Linked DNA regions of Dromaius novaehollandiae: regions 1 and 3 are each linked to region 2. A link is a contact called in public Hi-C data. All regions are on one chromosome and are shown on one strand. Each heading gives the region's core, a stretch centred on a gene start, on an enhancer-like site or on the middle of the called end of the contact. The rest is flanking DNA. Distances are from core to core; before and after follow the strand shown. Region 1 has its middle 30 kb from the start of MGAT5. Region 2 holds the start of ACMSD (aminocarboxymuconate semialdehyde decarboxylase). Region 3 has its middle 8.6 kb from the start of MGAT5.

Region 1 (2,700 bases), core at 177-2,676, 310 kb after region 2:
AGTCAGAATTATTGCAGATGATTTTGTTAAATAATTTAGACAGATCCAGAAATGGAAGCCCTTGTTCCATTCTTTTCCAGTGGTGTGTGTCTAGAAGAAGTCCTAGTATTGCTGAGACCAATGGGAATTTTACTTTTGATTGCAGCACAGCCAGGGATTTCCTCCTGATTCTTGCTGCTGTGAAAGGAGTATCAGTATTAGTGTGCTGAGATGTTGGAACTGCCTGTACAGTAGTGATCACATGGGTAAGGCAATTTCTGGATGTTTGAAGTAGTTGAATGAGAGCAGCCAACAAGGAGGAAGGTCTGGCAGAGAAACTATCAGCCATTATTTGAGTAGTCGGCATGCATGAGAAGGGATGGAGAAACAAATGCATTTTCATAAGAACAGAGCCTCTTCAACAATTGGTGGGGAAACAGGAAGAACAGATTTGCAAGGAAAATCAAACAGTAATTCATACCTTCTATAGAAAGAGGAGAAGTTAAAGTGTGGAGGGAGAAGTAGAAGAAGGCATAGTATTTTCTAAACTCATTAGAAGCAAGAAAAGACAGAAAAGTAGCTGCAGTGTTACCTAGATGGTGTTTAAAGATTCCAGGTTCTAAGGGGAATAGGAGGGAGGGAGCAAGGGAGGGACGGAGGAAAAAAGTTTAATTGCCATAACTTGCCATGATGTGCATGTGACACAAGTGATTATGTTGTAACTGCTACTGAGCATTCTTGCTAGGAGAAAGTTTAATCACTTAAAAAGATCCAGTTCCAACAATGCCTTTTATGGTGCTTCGAATCAAATACACGTGGCAAAATGGCCAATGACGACATGCTGTAAATGTAGAGTGAAACTCAAACATTTTAATATGGAGCATGTGAGCCATCCTTGGCACGTTGTTTTGTTCTGTTTCCTGTTAACGCTCAACATCTCGAATGTTGAAATTCTAGCAAGTTTGAGATCTGCATTCAGTGCCCAGAACCTTCAATGCCTAAATATTTTAATGAACATCTGATCCTGGGATTCATCTACCCTTTTGGCTAAGGCTTTGAGATTTGCTGGTGCTCGATCTGAAGGCAGAATGCACTCTCCTCGTTGGGAGCTCCTGAGAGGTGTTGGCCATGTTTGCTGACAAATGTTTTCCTCCTCTGTTGTTTGACGCATTTTACAGTGACATCTAGTGACCAGTTTTGTTAAATGCAGGTATGTACTTCACATGCCTCTTCAAGCCTCACTTGAGTCATTCAGTTAGCTCTCTCTGCTTTACCCCCACCGTGATAAAAGCCCGTAATCTGAAGCCACAGGACTTGGCACAGATGCAGTAAAAATCCTGCTGTAGTGTTCTCCATTTCTGGAATCTCGGGGCCTTCTTCCTTCTGTCCCCAGCTGCACGCCCTGCAGCATGGGTGTAGCAGGCTGAGCTAGAGCTGCTTCAGGTTTTCCGTAGTCAATGCTTAAGTCTCTACATATACTATAGTTCATCACTTGTAGTACCTGTCTGCGTAACCAGATGTACTGCAGTGTAAATACACTTGAGAGGGAGAGGAAAATCCCTGAACAGTTGTTATAATCCTCCTGTTTACTTTTAGTTTATACTGGGATGCTTGGAAATAGCAACCTACTCATGGCTTATTCTGGTAAGCACAACAGGGACAGACTATTGCTAATTTCTGAACTCAAGAACAAATCTAATGAAAAGGATGAAAAAAATCAGAGTGAGTAGGCTGGGAGAGCAGTGTTACATTACAGTCTGGTATACAGATGTACCTTCCAGAAGGCTGCTCACAGGACAGGGAGAATGCGAGTGAAGCATAAGCAGATTAGTAGCAACCTTTGCATTCAGTTGAGAAGGAATGAACACACCTTCCCAGGCTGTTCAAAGGCTGCATGCAGTAGCGCTCTTGACAGCTCCTGCTCACTCACTCACCCGCCTGCTTCTCAAATAAGGGTTGAGAAGGAAATCTTGCCCTTCTGTAAGCCTAGTCAATAAAGTAAACTGTTCATGCAGTACAAGAATGGAGCAGTATGTACTTTGTGTCCTACTTCATGTTGTTTCTCATTTTGTAAGATGAAAAAAACAGTTCTAGAAATACAAGCCTGGACTCTAGCATCAGATCTGAATGTTTCTGAACTTGGATTTGATATCTGGGCTTAAACTCAAGCATTCCTAAAGTTTGAATTCATCCCGATATGAAAATGAGTTTGTTTTTCAAATCAAGATTTTAGTCTGTCTCTGTCCTTGTCAATTGGTACTCTAGTTTGTAAACTTGCAATCGGATATTGTTTATCATTTTTGCACATTAACAGATAGGGCTGAGGGCTTAAATCCAGCAACTTTGCCTACCTTTTTGACTATTTCCAAGTGTAAATAAACAGAGGAGCCCTGGTGATCCCTGGAGGTAACTGGTTTGGCAGCACATGGTTATCTTACCATTAGCCATACACCTTTGGCTGTTTTCTTTGCTGTTCCTCCTAAATGAAGAGGCCCAGCCTTTAGTAACAAAATGCTTGTTGATATATGCAGGTCTTTGCATTACTGAATTGCATCCCATCTCTGGGACTCTACACCATGGGGCTGGCCAATTCTTTTTCCATGAAAACTTGTTCTCAGTATCGGCACTACCTCCCTACTCCGTGTTACCTGCAGCTTCAGTACGACACACGTTGTTCTTGGACCACAATTTTTATTGAAATACTAGGCAAAACTGGGCTCA
Region 2 (2,700 bases), core at 108-2,607:
ACTACTGCCAATACAGAATTACAATAAGGGAATATATAAAGGCAACAGCACAGGTCTCATCTTTTCTAGCCTAATTCTTTAACATGAATGGAAACACTAAGGAGTCTGAAAAAACAGCTATACTGGAATTGGGAAACCAATTTTTAAATGCAATAATTACATATATACATGTGAGAGACAGTTTTATTATGTGATCTTTCTAAAGTGACTTTTTGAGTACCCTCTGTAGCATTGAATATGTGATCCCTTAGGAGTCAAAAGGTGATCAGATATCTTTATATATATATATATTTATAATTATTCAGGCTATAACTCTAAAAACTAATTCAGAACCAGATGATTGTATGGCTTTTGATGATCTGAAATAAGAAAAGGATTAGATTTATTACATGAAAACCTAAATGGCACTTTCCATTCTCAAATACTTTTTCATAGGAGAATTATTTTTGACCAGACTACATTTATATCATTGAATTATAATAATAATACCATGCAGAGATTCAAAGTTAAGACAAGTTGACTTATAGCTTCTGTGTTCTGGCCAGTACTGAGACTAGGTAAATGAGATTTTGTATTCGTAATGCAATATGCTACATCCTTCCAGCAGCTGAAAAAATAATATTAAAGAGATATTAGTAAAATAGTCAACCATCATCATCAGTTAACCATACTTAAGGTGACCCCATACTCACTGAAGTTAACAACCGTCATGCCTGTGGCTGTAAGATATGAATTACTTTTGTCTTAGGCAATATTAATCTTGTCTAACATTTGTTTATTTCTCCTTTTATATGTGTTTAAAACAAAAGTGAATACCATCTGGACACCTGACAGCCCTTGATAGTTATGAAGATAACCCCTATCAATGGTTTCATCAAGAAAATGGAATTTATACCTCATCATTTGACAATGAACAGAGCCCAGTTTTCCATCCCTTTCTTACTGGAAGTTTTGCTTTGCAAAGTAATGTAATACAGATATCTTATATGTGAAAAAAAATCAAATTAAACAAAAACCTATTGAAAATAGATATTTATTACAGAAACCTTCATTCACTAATTTTTCAAGAACTACATCAATAATAATGGTTGCTGATAAAATAAGTCACTGAATATCCAAAGTCATATTACCTTTTTTAGATCAGGCCATTCCTTAGGTAGAATGTGGCTATGAATATCAATTTTCATTTTTGAAGTAACAAAGGAGAAGCACACTTTCAAAGGAAATGTTTTCTACATAAGCGCTACTACCCTTCCAGTCCCTGGTTCAGCAGGTCAATAACTTAGGCTGCTGTTCAGATTCACCTGCTATCTTATCAGGACAACCAAGTACAGTAACCTATCAGGGAGCCAAAATCCCAGAGGAGTGGCTCTATGAAAGAACAAAAGCTTCTAGCAGAAAGTCCCTGTTAATGCATAAACTACATCTGACTGAGAGTAAGGAGAAAATGTATGTTTATATTAGTAAAATGAAGGGATTTTTTGTTACCTAGATTCTAAAATGCAAGCTGGTTTACAGCTGAACATTGTTCAATAATACTGAGTTAAAAGTTTTAATGATTTAATGATAATTTAATGATTCACTGATTTGAATTTCCTTCTTTCTCTTTCTTAGATCCTGAAATTGTAGAAAGCATACGATATACCCTCTGTAGAAAGTTATGCCTCCCCATATATTCTCTTTTCCTTCTCTTATGGTTTCTTCAAAGTTACTTCGAAAGATTTAATATTGAACTGTGGCCAAATCTGTTCTCTGCAGTTTAATCTCCCTTTCTGATCATTGGTTTCTTTAGGAGGTTTACAAGTGCTAGTGTATACCGCTGCTCAGAGACTCTCAAACTGGCTCAAGATCTGGCAGGCAATTGGCTCAGATTACCTTAAGAATCACAGTAAATTAATGCTAGTGTGGCACATATGCCTAATACAGCACACAGTTTCTGTGTGCTAAATTAAGCTTAACTGGAGCAAGCTTAGATTTTCTGTGACACCACACTTTTTGCCCTTTACTCAATTTAGTATTACACATCATTCCTCAAGATAGCCTTGCCTTTTATTTTTGCTTTTTTTTGTCTGCAACTTATTTTCTCTAAAGTTTTCTTTCAACTCATGCTGCCCACATGATGTCCTCTTGCCAAAGCTGGTTAACCATTTCTTAATTAACCTGTTTTTAATGAAAAATGCTGATTTTTCAAAGCTAAATGCTGTTGTAGTTTTTTTTAAATTTCAGCAAATCTTTCAGTGAAACATTTTTCAAACAGCCTGAAAAACAAGTGGCCTATTTTGTTTTATCCTTTTTCTGACTTCATTATTTTATTTGAGCTTGATTAAAAAAAACTGCAGTCTCATATTTCCCTGCGTGTTCATTCATTAAGCAAGTCTGCTTTTGATGTGGTCACTTTAACTACCTGGAGTTATTCTTCAAGTTAACTTGTGACAGGGTTGAGTGGTTGCTTGATATTGTGCACATCTACAACCTGAGATCACTGAAGACTTAATGTTTAAAAGAATTAGGAAGCAGAAGTTTTTGGACAGTACTCCCAAAGAAAGCAGGACAGCCAGGAATTTACTTTTACAGATGAAATACATGGGACTGAAAACAGCAGTCATTACCATTTCAAATCAAAACCTGTCTCTTTCTGACCAAGCCGCCTGGTTAAGCAGCAAATTTGCCCTCTTGCTCCCAATCTGAGAGCTACATTAC
Region 3 (2,740 bases), core at 179-2,678, 280 kb after region 2:
GAATGACTTAAGAACAACAGTTGTAAAAATATTCTGGGAATTTTCATGTCTTGTGTCCAAGATGAGCTTTGTCTCTATCCATGCCTTTACCCCCAGTGTATCCCTGATAATTTGTCGTTATCATACTGTACCTCATAGAAAAAATCTGGAAAATCTTGGCACTGAGGAACTGAATTTCTCCTTTTTAACTAATGTGCACCCTGAGTGCTATTGTGTGGTTGCAGCCAGTGTAATGGAGAGATGAGTTTGGAATAGAAAGTATCTAACTACATCCCTGCTACATAATCCCTAGTGTAACAAGGGACTGCAACACCAAAGCAACAACAACAGCAACAACAACAACAAAAGAAAATTAATTCTTTTCTAGCCTTAAATGTTAAATGTATCTTTATTTCTGTTATTTGATATCCAAAACAAATATTAGGAGCCAAATAAACCTTATTTTTGAATCTGATTTTAGCATTTGACTTGTATATAAATTGAGGTTTCAGGATCAGGCGCCAAATAAACCTTATTTTTGAATCTGATTTTAGCATTTGACTTGTATATAAATTGAGGTTTCAGGATCAGGCCTGAGTGCTTTAAAAGACCACACAATATCCTAGTTCCTATAAATCTCCAGAACTTTTGACAGACTTCATGATCTGTACAGTACTGTTGTATGTACCTGTAATTATTCTTAAGTGATTTTTTTTCTTAAAAAATTACCAGCTTGTCCATTTGAAACTCAGAAAGGATATTTAGATTCAGAATGTGTCTTATCAAGTTCACTCTTCACTAATGCTAAATGCATTACCGTACAAAAGCAAAGAAAACACATTGCATATCCCATCACTGACAATGACATCTTTTCTCTCTCAAGTACCCAGATGATATTTCACTTATGGGAATCATTAAACTAGGGTGTTAAAATAGATTTAGTTTACTTCCTATGTACTTATAAGGGAGCTCTTGTCACTATTTTGGCAGTTAAAGTTTGAAAATGGGAGGGGTTTGATATATAGAAAACACTGACCTGGACACTGCTTTATAAAGGTAAAAACAACTGATTCTAAAACTTCATGAAAGGAAACTGATGTTTTTGACAATTTGTGAACAGTGACAAAACAGACTTGCTTCAAGAGGAGGTGCATGAAACTCCTGTTATTATGAGAAACAAACTGAGGAATTTTGATTGGCAGCTTTGAACAACCTTTTCCCCTGTGCCCCCCAAAAGAAGGACATTTTATCTAGGGTACTGGTTCAGGTCAATCTCTGTAATGTATTCCATGTCAGAAAGCCTGGAATACTTTCAAACACTGGGAAATTATTGCAGTAGATCTTCTCTGTTAAATATGAGATAGGTAATAAAGACAGGGTGCCTGACTGAAGAATTGCCACATATGAGAGCATGCCTGTAGGCTTCCTGTTAGTTCAGCAGAGCCAGCAGGTCCCCTTAGCTCAAATTTCAAAGTCTAAAAGGCTGAGAAACCCATAGTCAGCAAATTTCAGGCTGAGCATATTGTTGTTTTGAGTTCACACACACACACACACACACACACACACACACACACGCACACGCAAATCCAGGTTGGCTAAAGTTTGGAGGACATTGAGCATGTGTTTGCACTGCATGGTGGACAGTGAAGGCACTTGTGGAGTTAAAGTTGCTAAATGATAACAACCAAATTTTTATAATGACCCTAAATGGCATCTGCCTAAAAGTGACTTGAAACTGTTAGCTACAGAGGTGCCACAAAATTTTTATCTGACATTGGTGAGACTCTTTTAGATGCTTGCAGTTCTCTGGAATGCTGACATTTTCCAATCCATAATCCTGCCAAATTTGTACAACAGAGACTATCTGTGCAATCTTTCAAGCACTGTAAAATCTTAGAGGAGCACTCATTCGTCTGGAATGTCATTGACCTCTGAGTTTCCTCATCTTCTTACTGAACACTCCTGAAAATTGAAAGTCTATGAATAGGTTTCCCACTGCAAGAAGAGAAAAAGCACCTTTACTTTTACAGTTTTCCGAGTGGAATGCTTGACTCTGCAAAGTTTTGCCCAAAATGAATGTTCTCCTAACACATTTAGAATTGAAAAAGTATGAAGGAGTTCCTGAATTGATTCTTGCAAGAATTTATCAAATTAAAAATGTATCTATCTTCACTACTTACTAGAAGAAATACGACGACTTCTCTCTCCTGTGACTGCCTTTCATCTTTTACCTTGCCCTTCCAATTCTCTTCTGTTACTTAAATAATACTCCACTGAGTGCTGAAGATCTTTTAACAAAGGACTGTTTCTTTTCTGCAGATATATAAAACAATATATAGTAAAAAAGTAATAAAATAATAAACATTTATGGCTTTATGGAAATGGACTGTACAAACTAAAGCATTTTAAACTTAGCAAGCAGACTTTCTCTGAGATATTTTTCTTGAAAAGGAACGTGTTATGCATGACAAAACATATTTGAAGTTAAATTCTTATGAGAAAGGAAGAATTCTGTACAAGGTCTCTTAAAATAATATGCTACATAGTGGTAAATGCATCCATTGGGTTTGCACCAAGTCACTTGACCTTGTGTATATGCCAGCCTATAATGCTGGAGGGAAAGAAGACATAGTAGAAGCATTTACAGCTGCTACGAGAGAAGTCTTGTGCTGGGAAGTCAGAAAGCATGGGCTTCCATTCATTAAGGGAAAATATTTTCTGCATCAGACAACCAATTTAAATGAACAGAGCTTTAACTGGA

Evidence for each region. Hi-C and Micro-C count contacts between places; a contact is called where the count stands out from the background.
Region 1: a contact with region 2 is called in a Hi-C map of brain, with 4 times the contacts expected there. The contact joins the enhancer-like site here to the promoter of ACMSD in region 2. A contact is called at or near these places in 2 of 4 Hi-C or Micro-C datasets (brain and ovary).
Region 3: a contact with region 2 is called in a Hi-C map of brain, with 2.7 times the contacts expected there. The contact joins the enhancer-like site here to the promoter of ACMSD in region 2. A contact is called at or near these places in 2 of 4 Hi-C or Micro-C datasets (brain and ovary).

Annotation. Positions count from the first base shown.
Region 1 is chr7:8,633,750-8,636,449 of bDroNov1.hap1, forward strand. No RefSeq gene overlaps it. Among named protein-coding and RNA genes, the nearest start is that of MGAT5, 30 kb to the left of the region's middle. Within about 2 kb of position 1,427, at least 1 of the 2 cell types and tissues checked has open chromatin away from gene starts, as enhancers often do.
Region 2 is chr7:8,327,893-8,330,592 of bDroNov1.hap1, forward strand. ACMSD (aminocarboxymuconate semialdehyde decarboxylase) reads right to left here and starts at 1,358. Exons shown (of 10, transcript XM_026108749.2): 1 at 1,131-1,358. The coding sequence starts at 1,187.
Region 3 is chr7:8,612,138-8,614,877 of bDroNov1.hap1, forward strand. No RefSeq gene overlaps it. Among named protein-coding and RNA genes, the nearest start is that of MGAT5, 8.6 kb to the left of the region's middle. Within about 2 kb of position 1,429, at least 1 of the 2 cell types and tissues checked has open chromatin away from gene starts, as enhancers often do.